2 separate regions of the Mus musculus genome follow, and region 1 is linked to region 2. A link is a contact called in public promoter capture Hi-C data. All regions are on one chromosome and are shown on one strand. The core of a region is the stretch at or near the end of the contact, and the rest is flanking DNA. Distances in the headings are between cores, read along the strand shown. Region 1 has its middle 26 kb from the start of Crhbp. Region 2 holds the start of F2rl2 (coagulation factor II (thrombin) receptor-like 2).

Region 1 (5,967 bases), core at 2,367-4,866, 280 kb before region 2:
TTGTTTTAGCTATTAAAATCCTTCTTGTGGGAACCACTGAGGTTCCCCAAGAACTCCCTTAATTTCTTCCCAAGACAGCATCCCAGTGGCACCTTCATAAGCTCCAATTCTCAAAATCCTACCATCTCTAACCTGCCACCCTCGGAGCCAAACCACTTAACACCTATTTCACTTGTTACACCCAGGGAGAGCCAACAAATGACCTGCTGTGCTATTCATCTACTTGGGTATTGTGAAAGTCTTTCCTTCAAATTTTCTCAGTCAATTTTTGCTGGGTCACTACATAATTGATTGGCATGTTTGTCCTTCATGCTCAATTCAAGAACCTTCCAGAATCTCCGATGAGTCGGATGTTTATCTCCACACTTCAGAGGGATGGGCAGAACGGCACAGACGGAAGCACAGACATCTTGTGGTTCAGTGTCCCTGTTCTGAAGACAGAGACATTGAGGTTTCAGAAAGGGGACTCTCTGCCTGAGCACCCACAGCCAGAAGCCAGGCTGGCCACTACCTGGCTGACCTTAGCCTTCCTCCTTTGCTCTCCCGAGTCCCAGATGACAAAATATGCCATTTGAGAGCATTAATTGTCCCTGGAATTCATCTCAGAAATCTTAGTTTGACAGTAATCAGAGGAAGAATTTAAAGATTGTGTGTCTGTTTTGTTGAAATTGAATCCCATAATAATTAAAATCTTCCCTTGTTTTACTTTTCTAATTTCTAAAAAATGTTAAGCAGTGCTGAGACTCAGACCCAGGCTAGACAAGTTCTAGCTAAACCCTTAGGTCCCTGTGTTCATATCAGAGTGGAGAGTTTAAAGAAAGGTTTTGAGTAGGTTGGATTTTTGGTGGTGGTGGTTTGGGGTTTTTTGTTTGTCTGGTTTTGGTTGGTTGGTTTTGTTGTTGTTACTGTTTGAGTCAGGGTCTTACTATGCAACCCTGGCTGGCCTGGAATTCACTGCGTAGACCAAGCTGTGTAGAACCACCATGCCTGGCCCTTATGAATAAGTTTATTTATAAAGATGGGGAGAACAAATTAACTCCAATCAGAAGTGGGCAAGTTTAGAAATGGCTGATTTGTTACATAAGAAAAAGAAAAGTCTAACAAGCCTACGGAGGGGCAGAGTGACATAGGGAGAACAGGCTGGCATTAGGACACCCAACTGCAAGTCCCAGCACAGTCTGGCTGTAGCCTGAGTCCCAGTTTCCTCATCTCCACATGAGAAGGGCTCCCAGTGGGCTTCGGTCCTCAGTACAGCCTGCTTTCTAGCAAGTTTCTGATGGATGGAAGTCATTGTCCTTCCTCTCCAGGTCTCTCCAGTCAAAGCTCTGCTTACATTGTCATTTATGCTTAGAATAAGTTCCAGCCATGACTATGGTGTCAGACCTACTAAATCCATCCAAACTTACTGTCAGACTTTGATCGGCAGAGGAAGGGGTAAGGCTCCAGGGAGAAAGACTCCTGGGTGCCATTTGTAATATTTTTACTGAGCAACGTCATCCACTCAGTGTCCACTTTAAGGGGAGCAGAGATGGGGTTCTCTTGAGGAGGTGCTGTAACGGGGCAGGTCACACTAAGGCATGTGTAGGAGGGGTTCTTAGAGCAGACTTTCCAGTAGTTCAGGTTATATGTTAATGATCACCCCAATCTTCATCTACTGAAGGATAGTTTTAAGAATACAGATTTATTCAGTTCCTGTTTGCAACTATTATTTAGGAGTTGGGTGGTGTTCAACTAGAGAAGGTAGTCATGAGGTCCGGGTAATTTCAGTTATTCAATTAAATATTTGGTGAAATCTGAAATGTAAGATGGTTCTTACAGCAAGTTGTGAGGGAGGGAAGCATGACTAAGAAGCGGGTTTAAACAAGAAAAATGATTCCTTTGTGAACACAATTTCTATGAATGAACATAGCTGAGGAAGGACTTGTTTACAGAGGGTAACCATGTCCTTATCAATTTCTAACAAGCCCCTCTTACCCAGCTCACTTCCAATGCCCTAGCACCGTCCTGGCCGCTCATCACTGCTCTTACAGCCCTGCGGACATCCTCTGGCGAACTGAGAAACTGATGATGTGATTAAAGATTATTCTGAGTGTCAACTAGAGAAATGCAGGCTTAACTCTGATGCTGAAAACAAAGAGAGCTGAGGAGGGATTAAAACTGTGGCATTTAAAGCTCTGGCTTGAGTCTTAAGGAGGAAATTGGGGTTGCTCTCTGAGGGCTTTATTTGTAAGGTCTTTTTTCTTTAGAGGTGAAGCTAGGGGGAGTAGAACTTCTCACCTGCTCAGCTCCTTTAACTCTTTCCTTACATTTGTTTCCTTGAGCTGTCCTAACAAGACACTGCCAGGTGGGTGGCTGGGTAGCATGGAAGTGCTTTCTGCATGGTTCTGGAAGCCAGAGCCCAAAATCAACGTCAGTGCTCCCTTTGAGTGCTTCAGGGAGAGCCCTGGACTTTCCTTTGCCACTTCTCAGCTGACTCCTACATCCTGCGTCCTGCTGATCCGATCTCTGCCTGGTCTTCACACACCTTCCTCCTTGTGTCTCTCCATTTCTGCGTGTTGTTCTAGGCTCCTGAAAACAACCTTTTTTTGCATAAAAGCAACAGAACCAAGTCACATGTGTGGGAAATGCAAGCAGGGATTTTCTCGAGAAGAAACTTGTGAGCAGAAGGAGCCAGCACTGGGCTCGAGCCCTCGCTGGGGCAGGTTAAAGGGAAGTCCTTGTGTTCCATGAAGAACCGAAGAGCTCTCCGGAGCACGATGGTTCCGGAGAAGCTAGCGGGCAGGGGAGAAGCCGGAAGTTGGGAGAGAAACTGGGGTCCATCATGGGCTGGAGCTGCTGCATTCATTTGCAGTGATCTGGGGCACACAAGACTTCCCCTGCTCATCAACACACACACACACACACACACACACACACACACACACACACACACACACACACACACACACAGAGATTCCCACAGCCTTCTTTTCCTCTTGTCAGGACATCAGAAATTGGATTTGTAACCTAGCCCGGCACCACATCTGCAAGGATTCTTCCTGCACAGTCATAGTCTGTGTCTCAGTGACATTTCCAAGCTGATGTGCTAGTGCCATGGAGGACGGGGAAGAGGACCAAAAGGGGAAGTGAGGGTGGCATTGCCCTCTTAGAGGATCTCTAATGACAGAAATCCAAAGTCAAAATACTCAAAGAGCCCTTGGGACAACCTCCCCCTTACTGTCAAGTAGGGGTCTAACATGGGCATAAAACATTGCTAGAAGGTAAATTGTACATCCCCATTGACAACCAAAGGTCCCCAAATGTACCAAATAATGGGCTTTGTGCCACTCTGAACAGCTAAACGGACGCTTTGTGAGAAGCCGGGTTGAGATGCCAATAAGCAGAGATGGCTGTGGGCATGAGTCTCTTTTTCAGGACAGGCAATCAAAGGTTTTATTATAAATGGCCAGAGAGTATTCCTAACAAGACAGGGGTATCGATCAGGAAATAATTGTTTGCTGGGAGCAGGAGCTTGTTTCAATGTGTAATTAAGATAGTGTCAGCTGATAACTACTCCAGGGAGAATCACTCTGCCAGCGCAGTGTCATTAATCCGGCGTCATGGCAACAGGCTGGCCTCGGACTTCTCTCTGGAGCTTTGTTTTATTAATGTGTCTCCCGTTCACAGGTTACAGCTTGCTCCTTCTGAGGCTGCTCCCAAGTGATGTGGGGGAAATAGCATGCGGTGGTGTTTATCTTGCAGAACACTCCAAGGAGAGCAAAAACAATCTGTGGGCCACAGGCTGCATCGGAAAGCAGCTTCCTCCTTACACAGGTCTGTATGCTCTGGGGTTTCTTGCCATCTTGGTGAGCATTTCTAGAGCTTGTGGGAAATTCAAACTCTCATAGCCCACCCAACATTAAACCTGACTGTCAGCAGGATGCCCAGGGGACCTGCAGTCATACTGAAACTCAAGAAGTACTGCCAAATATAGACTTCCCTTGGAGCCTTTGGCCAATGATTGCCTACAAGGGTTTCCGCATCAGAAACACCACATTTTCCCCCACTCACTATGGTGGTTAAGATTTCAACAGGAAGTGTAGGATGGCCACTGTTTATCCAGAGAAGGCCTGGCCATGCAGCCCACCCAGTGCCATCTTCCAGAGCTTCAGAGGATGCCACTCATGAAATACCTAGAAACTCTCACATACAAGAAACTGTGCCCCTCCCCGCCGCAAAAAGAAAAAAAAAAAGAAAAGAAAATGAAACACCACCCAAAATGAAAAACCCAACCGAAACACTGAACTGTAACCAAATAAAAGCACACACACACACACTCACACACACACACACACACACACACATACACACACACACTCACACACACATACACATATACACATACATATACACACACAGACATACACACACATACACATACACACACACTCACACACACATACACACACATACACGAACACATACACACATACACACACACAATACACACACACAACACACACACACACACACACACACACACACACACACACACACACACTGTGGAGTCTGTTACATGTTAGCTCAACTATTCCTGAACATGATGCCTGTCTTGGAGTGCTTAGTGTACTCAAGGTCTCTCCACTGGAGAAAAGTGTAAAAATGACAGTTCTTATCCTGGTGGCTGGGTTTTCTCTCACTCATGTTTAAAACTGTAACAAAATAAGATCTAATAAGATGAAACAAAAACTGTCACATCAGAGTTGGACAAGACAAGCCAACAGCAGGAAAAGAGCCCAAGAGGAGGATGAAGCATCAGAGATCCTCTCTTTTACACACTCAGGAGTCCCCAGAAATACTAAACTGGAAGCTGTAACATAAGCACCGAGGACCTGGTGCAGCCTGGTGCAAACCAAGGACATGCTGCTCATGAGACTTGCTCATGTGCATGTGGAAGACCTTGTTCCTTTGGGGTCCTCCATCTCCTCTGTTTTACACACTCTTTTTGCCTCGTCTTCCATGGGGTTCCCTAAGCCCCGGGGGGTGATGGAGACACCCCATTTAGGACTAAGTGTTCTAAGGTCTCTCTCTCAGTGTAATGTCTGGAGATGAACTATATTTTCAGGAGTTAATCTCCACAAACAAATGTGATTCCTTTATGGAGGAGAACCTGGATGACCTTGGGCAAGTCCTTGTACTTCATGAACTGACCAACCCCCCAAATCAAACAAATTTACCTATGTTAAAGATTCTACAAGGCTGATTATCTGATCAGAACTTCCATTGTTGAGAGTTGGAATGATGCAGATACACAGCCAAAATTATCTTTAATCTCTTTAATAACTTCTCGTTGTTCACCTCCATAATGACCTAAAAGTTTTTTCATTATCAGGTAGGATTTATTTAGTTTTCTCTTTAACATATCTTGCCTCAAGTTTATTAGTAAAAACAGCATAGGACAGTGGCCATCTGCAAATAGTGTAGGTGTGTCACAGCAGTCCATCTGTCTTCACATTGGCAGAAACTACTATAGAAATGGGGCCTTCAAAGGGGCCGGGGCACCTTTGGAAGCCTGGGTTGGAAATGAAGCTTGGGTCTTAGCAGGAGCTGTGGTCTCTATCTTGGTTGCAATCTTTGGCTTTGGTTGACAGAGCCTATGACCCTTGGCCATGCAAAGTCAAATCTGTTTGGGGTGAGCGATGAAAACCAGACAGCTGAGTTTGTGGCTGGGGCCCTTTGGCATCTTGGGCTTGATGGCCTGAGGCTTCACAAGGCCTTGATGGCCTCTGCGGGCATACTCACTGCCTTTGCATTTTTGGCCTGCATCTTCTTCAGGCCTTCTTCATCCTTTCTAGTTGTGCTTCTTGGCAAAGCGTATGTTCCTCAGGAACTTGGGGTCAACCCCCTTAAGAGATTCATATTTTTATGACTGACTGGGATTTTTAAAATTTCTGTACCACCCACCGCAGGACTGGTTTGTATGTGGTG
Region 2 (6,181 bases), core at 726-3,225:
GGTGCACACCTTTAATCCTAGCACTCAGGAGGCAGAGGCAGGTGGATCTCAGTTCAAGGCCAGCCTGGTCTATAGATAGAGTTCCAAGAAACCAGGTCACAAAACAAAACAAAACAAAACAAAAAGTTCATGGAATAAAGCAAGGTCTTGTTCTTCGATATTTTATTATGATTTTAATTTAGTTCAGTTCAAATAGTTTTTTTTGGGGGGGGGTTTGCATCTATCCTGTTATCTTATCCTATAGAGTTATCATAGGACACATTGATCAATGGCAAATGAACCTTCTTCCCAGACACAATAAAACTAAGTTCCTGACAGGCACTAAGGGCTGTCAGGGCATTGGAAGGCAGGTAGAGAATTGTCTTCTTTCTCCCTCTGAGACAAACTTTCACTGTGTTCCTGAGGCTGGGCTAGAACTCACAACATGGCCAAGGCCCGCTTTCAACTCATTACAGTCCTCTTGCTACGGCCCGTCTGTCAAGCGCTGGGGTCATAAATAAGTACTATCACCCTCAGGTGAAATTTAGAAACAATCTAATCCCTCTGATACAATTTGAACTTCTTAAATATTTGCCAGGCCTGAGGATGTAACTCTGTTGATAGAGTCCTAGAAGCCCTGGGTTTAGTGTCCAGCTCCACAGATCCCAGCAGCCCAGAGGCAGCAGGAGGTGGCCCAGGAGCTCAACTGCATCCTGAGTTCAAGGCAAGCCAGACTATATGAAACTCTGTCTCAAAGAACAAAATAACAAAATAAAAGATGGAGGAGGGAGGGTGTATTCGCTTCTCATGATTAATTCAGTTTATAACTATGTGATCAGTTTAGGAACTAAAATTTGAAATAAAGCACAATTTCATTTTGATTTTTGAAAAAGAAATTTCATGTTATATTTTGATCGCTTTTCCCTCTCCTCAACTTCCAGATCCTTCCTACCTCCCTAACGCCATACCCTTTCTGTCTATATTTAAACAAATAATAAAAACAGAAACAAGAAATGCATACACCAAAGCCCACAAAAGCATAACAAAATGGAAACCCAAATATACAAACAAAAAGACCATTAAGGCAGAAAAAAAAGAAAAAACAAACAAACAAACAAACAAACAAACAAACAAAGCAGTAGGAGATGAAAAGTCTGCAAAAATCCCACTGAATTTTCTTTGTGTTAGCCAACCACTCCTGGGTGTAGGGCCTACCTTGACATGTGCCTAGGGCATCCAGGAGATTCCATTGGAGGAAACCACTCTTTCCTTTGCCAGTGGGTATCAACTGCAGAACTTTCTGGGTTAGTGGTGGGAGCCCCAGTCCCCTTCCCCTCTCAGCTCTGGGACCCTCCTTGGCTTGAACCTGTGCAGGCCTTGTGCATGCTGCCTTCTCTGTGAGTTCATATGTGCACCAGTCCTGATTTATCCGGAAGACACTGTTTCCATGGAGCTATCGATCCCTTTTGGCTCTTAACAATCTTTTTGCCTTCTCTTCCGCATAGATCCCTGAGCCTTGAGGGGAGGGGCTTGATGAAGACATTGCATGTAGGCCTGTGCGCTCCAAAGCCTCTCACGCTCTACACACCATGGAACTCTGTGTTTGTTCCCATTTACGGTAAGAAGAGGCCGTTCTGACCATGGCGGAGTGAATGTCTGACTGTTACACAGGAGTGTAATGTCTGACTGTTCTTGTGTTAAATAGAAGGCGTAACTCTGGAGCTAGGGTTTTGGCATAGGGAATAGAACCGGGGCAGTGGAATTGATTCAAAGCTAATTGCTTCCCAGCACCTGTTCTCAGCTTTGTTTTGCAAGGGACTCTGCAGTCTCTGCCATTATTCCAAGCCCCTGGGAGAACTACAGCACTGGTTCTAAATGAAATAATGGAGGGGGTGAGGAAGAGATAAAAGGGATATGGCAACTCCTCCAGAGAGGCTCAGCCTGAGTCATGCACACAGACAGAAACATCAAGTGGCCACATCCTTTCTCTGTAGAGGCAAGGACGAGTCCCTGCCCACACAGTCCAGGCTGGCAGAGTTCTCAGCTTTCCACTTGCTGCTCATACATGGAGCTGAGGGGAATCTACGCTGTGACTTTGTATACTTAACAACATCCTGTAACCGGGTCTCAGGACATCAAGATGAAAATCCTTATCTTGGTTGCAGCTGGGCTGCTGTTTCTGCCAGTCACTGTTTGCCAAAGTGGTAAGTCCCCTTCTTGTGGTCTAGCATGGGGGTGAGAGAGTGGTGAGTGGATGGTTTCTGCTGTCAGAGTCAAATGCCCTAATTTTCTTGTTAACTCCTAGAAACTGTGAACCCAAAGACACAATTTGATCTGGTTTTAGCCTGGGGTAATATAGCGTGGAAATATTCAAGCTTGTTCCCAAGTCAAACCTTGTCAAAGACCAAGCGTTCTTCTCTACTAGTAGTGTCTCTACATTTGTGACAGAGTCAAGACTTTATGATTAAGTCAAAAACCACTTTTTTTTTGGCGTGAGAAGTGTTTGTATGTGTACAATGTTCAGATGTAGAAAAGATTGCACTTTTTCAAGGCATTAAAAAAATCTTTTCAAATTTCTAAATATTATAATTTCTGTTGAGGCACCGGTGGGAAAAAAAATACTGCCAGGAAAAGTAATTTGGTTTCAGCAGCCAGTGACATTAATCAGGGATGTGACGTGTTTCCAAGGTGAAATACCGTCTTTTCTTAATGTTTCAGAACCAAGGAGTTCTCTCTGTCCCTCACATATATATGTATATATGTCTGTGTGTATATATGTCTATACGGATATGTCTGTATACGATGTTTAGGCATAATTTGGTTATGTATAATTTTAGAAATAAGCTTTCCCAAATATAATTATTTCACTTTGAACATGTCTTCTATTGTGGTAGCTTATATAACTTCCTCATTGTTCTGAAATGAACTACTTTGAGACAGGATTGTATGCAGGACTCTGTCAGGCCACAGGGCAATCAATTAGGAGGAGGAACTGGGAAGAAACCAACTTAAACAAAAGGCAGCCGTCTGCAAAAGGAACGATCCTTAAATTGAGTTCCCTGCTTAAGGGGACCCATGGCAGGGGCGGTACAAGCACGGGTTGGCTAGGTTTATGGTTTCTCTGAGAGGAGAAGCCACAAAGCTGAGCCATGGTTGCAAGGAAATGAGTTATGAGAGGGAGTTCCTTCCTGATGCTAGCCTGCTTGGGAGACTGAGAAGTGAGACTTAAGGAGAGGTGGGACAGTGGGTTCGAAGTCTGCCTTGGAGAGATGTGAGGTGGGGTGTGTGTGGCTGAGGGCCATTCTCTTTGGATTAGACTCTCTGAAGCCTTCTCCCAGGCGGGGAGCATTTCAGAAACACTGCACCAAATGGAAACCAAAAAAAAAAATCCTAGTCAGTTGCGTGTCGTTTTATAAATAACATTGAACAAGGAGCACGATTCTGAAGGAAAGACAGTTTCTAACGAATAGAAGATCTAGGGGGTGCCCGATCTGAAATATTCGGGGAGCAGTCTCCTTTCTGTGTGTTTGTAGACACGTATCTTGCCCAAGCACAGGACTCTCCTGAAAGCTGACTAGTGCTTGGTTTCATCAGCTTTCTCATCAGACCTTGGAGGGAAGAAATTTGTATACATGGTTCTGCCAGCTTCCTTTACAGGTGTTGTTTTGAGTGATATCAGACTTGGCTTTACCCAAATGTGCACGTGCAGAAGGATTTAAGTGGCTGAGCTCAGACGTAACAGGACATTCCAATAATGCTCGCATCTAAACTCAGGCACATGGAATGCTACCTTCCAAAGTAGTCTTTCCCTGGAGGACACAGCGTCACCTTCACTTACCAGTTGTTCGGACAACACCGATTCTGCCCGCTACATTGAATTCAGCCTATGCAAACTCCCAAGTCTGGGAGAGCAAGGGCCAGAGATAAAAATCAGAAAGAGAACATGGGTCAGTCTACTGAACATCACCCTGGAAGAGTTAAAATGGGGGATGCAGGAGTTTTGTGTCCAGACCTCAGTGGGAGGGCACTAGCTTTTCGAATGGGAATGTAAAAGGCTTCTATTGGCATTTGAAGAATTGATTAACGGGAACTGGCTGAGCTGTGCCAAGCATCTAAAACACATAGCTGATATGTTTCTTTCATTTAAAAAATTCATTTTGCTGGGTGGTGGTGGTGGTGCATGCCTTCAATCCTAGCACTAGGGAGGCAGAAGCAGGCGGATCTCTATGAGTTCAAGGCCATCCTGTTCTATAGGATGAGCTCTAGTACAGCTAGGGAAATTACACAGAGAAACCCTATCTTAAAAAACCAACAAAACAAAATCATTTTAATGCCTCAGGTTATCACAGTGAGTTCATCTTTTGTTTCTTTTCTCGTTGTCTTAAACCTGGCATTTCCCTTAAGCCCATCTTGTTTGGCTTCTTCCCATATTTCTCTATCGGCCCTCTCTCTACTCCCCAAGTTAAACTACAGCCACTGTGAAGACTAAGAAAGTCACACTTCACAATTGCTCTTGGCTTTTGGGAATGCCACATCCAGTCATTCCATTTTGACCACATGGCCAATCTAGGATTCTGCTCCCATCTCCTGATTCCTAACTAAATAACCCCTTTCCCCATGGGATAACACATCATGGGTTCTAGGAGCCGGCACATGGAACCTTGGGTCGAGTGAAATGTTATTCTATCTACCCTGGTAGCCATCCCTTTGCAAATTCTGTGCACAAGGGGGAGGGGGCAGTGTGGCTCAGTGGTAAAGCAGTTTAATTACCAACATGTGGTGGCGAGGAGACGGGTGGCATGTATGTGCCAGAATGTATGAAAAGATGGTGGCTTCCGAGGACAGTTTAGAGGCCCTTTGGGAGTTAATTGGGTGACCTACTTTCTAAAATTCATCTCTTAGATATACCAAATTAGCAGAAGACAGTGCATGCCCACGCACCTTCTGCCCTGGTCTAAGAGTTACTGGTAGATAGCAGTGGAGGTTAGCACGTTCACAGCACTGCCATGGAGGTATGCAACCAACATTTTCAGAATCTACTGACTGGCCTTTCCCATACGTAGCTGATAGACAATAAAACATTTTCCTTTATGTTCCAGTGTGTGGTTTTGTTTCACCTAGCAAAGTGGTTCTCAACTTTCCTGATTCTGCGACCCTTTAATTCAATTCCTCATGCTGTGATGACCCCCCCCACCCCCAACCATAGCATTACTTTCGTTGCTACCTAACTGTAATTTTGCTACTGTTATGAATCATAATGTAAATAATTTTAAGAGATAGAGGCTTGCCAAAGGGCCACTGACCTAGCACTATTATAAACGCCTGACACTCAGAGACCTGTCATCTAGTCGTCCCCACAGAGAAGCACAGTACTGGAGCATATGACACATACTATATATACATATTACATATACATACTATACATACATGCCTGTGGGTTGCATCATCTATACTGATTTTTAAAATATGACCCCAAGTTCTATAACTATAGAAATCACATAGCGTCAAACATTTCATTTTATTTTTTTATCTAAACCACAGGTGGGACTTGATAACAAACCATATGCTAATATTTCCTTTCAATTACAGGCATAAATGTTTCAGACAACTCAGCAAAGCCAACCTTAACTATTAAGAGTTTTAATGGGGGTCCCCAAAATACCTTTGAAGAATTCCCACTTTCTGACATAGAGGGCTGGACAGGAGCCACCACAACTATAAAAGCGGAGTGTCCCGAGGACAGTATTTCAACTCTCCACGTGAATAATGCTACCATAGGATACCTGAGAAGTTCCTTAAGTACCCAAGTGATACCTGCCATCTACATCCTGCTGTTTGTGGTTGGTGTACCAGCCAACATCGTGACCCTGTGGAAACTCTCCTTAAGGACCAAATCCATCAGTCTGGTCATCTTTCACACCAACCTGGCCATCGCAGATCTCCTTTTCTGTGTCACACTGCCATTTAAGATCGCCTACCATCTCAATGGCAACAACTGGGTATTTGGCGAGGTCACGTGCCGGATCACCACGGTTGTTTTCTACGGCAACATGTACTGCGCTATCCTGATCCTCACCTGCATGGGCATCAACCGCTACCTGGCCACGGCTCACCCTTTCACATACCAGAAGCTGCCCAAACGCAGCTTCTCCATGCTCATGTGTGGCATGGTGTGGGTCATGGTTTTCTTATACATGCTGCC

What was found. Promoter capture Hi-C pulls out the DNA fragments that hold promoters and counts their contacts.
Region 1: a promoter capture Hi-C map of pre-B cells shows a contact between it and region 2, with 2.6 times the contacts expected there. The contact joins the enhancer-like site here to the promoter of F2rl2 in region 2. A contact is called at or near these places in 6 of 39 promoter capture datasets (the 3T3-L1 cell line, embryonic stem cells, liver and 2 more) and 1 of 9 other capture datasets (macrophages).

What each region holds. Positions count from the first base shown.
Region 1 is chr13:95,415,690-95,421,656 of GRCm38.p6, forward strand. No RefSeq gene overlaps it. Among named protein-coding and RNA genes, the nearest start is that of Crhbp, 26 kb to the right of the region's middle. Within about 2 kb of position 3,617, at least 49 of the 459 cell types and tissues checked have an H3K27ac peak or open chromatin away from gene starts, as enhancers often do. A contact at or near this core is called in pre-B cells, where this site is marked.
Region 2 is chr13:95,694,945-95,701,125 of GRCm38.p6, forward strand. F2rl2 (coagulation factor II (thrombin) receptor-like 2) reads left to right here and starts at 1,976. Exons shown (of 2, transcript NM_010170.4): 1 at 1,976-2,183; 2 at 5,569-6,181. The coding sequence starts at 2,120. All of the region lies in intron 13 of Iqgap2 (IQ motif containing GTPase activating protein 2), which reads right to left.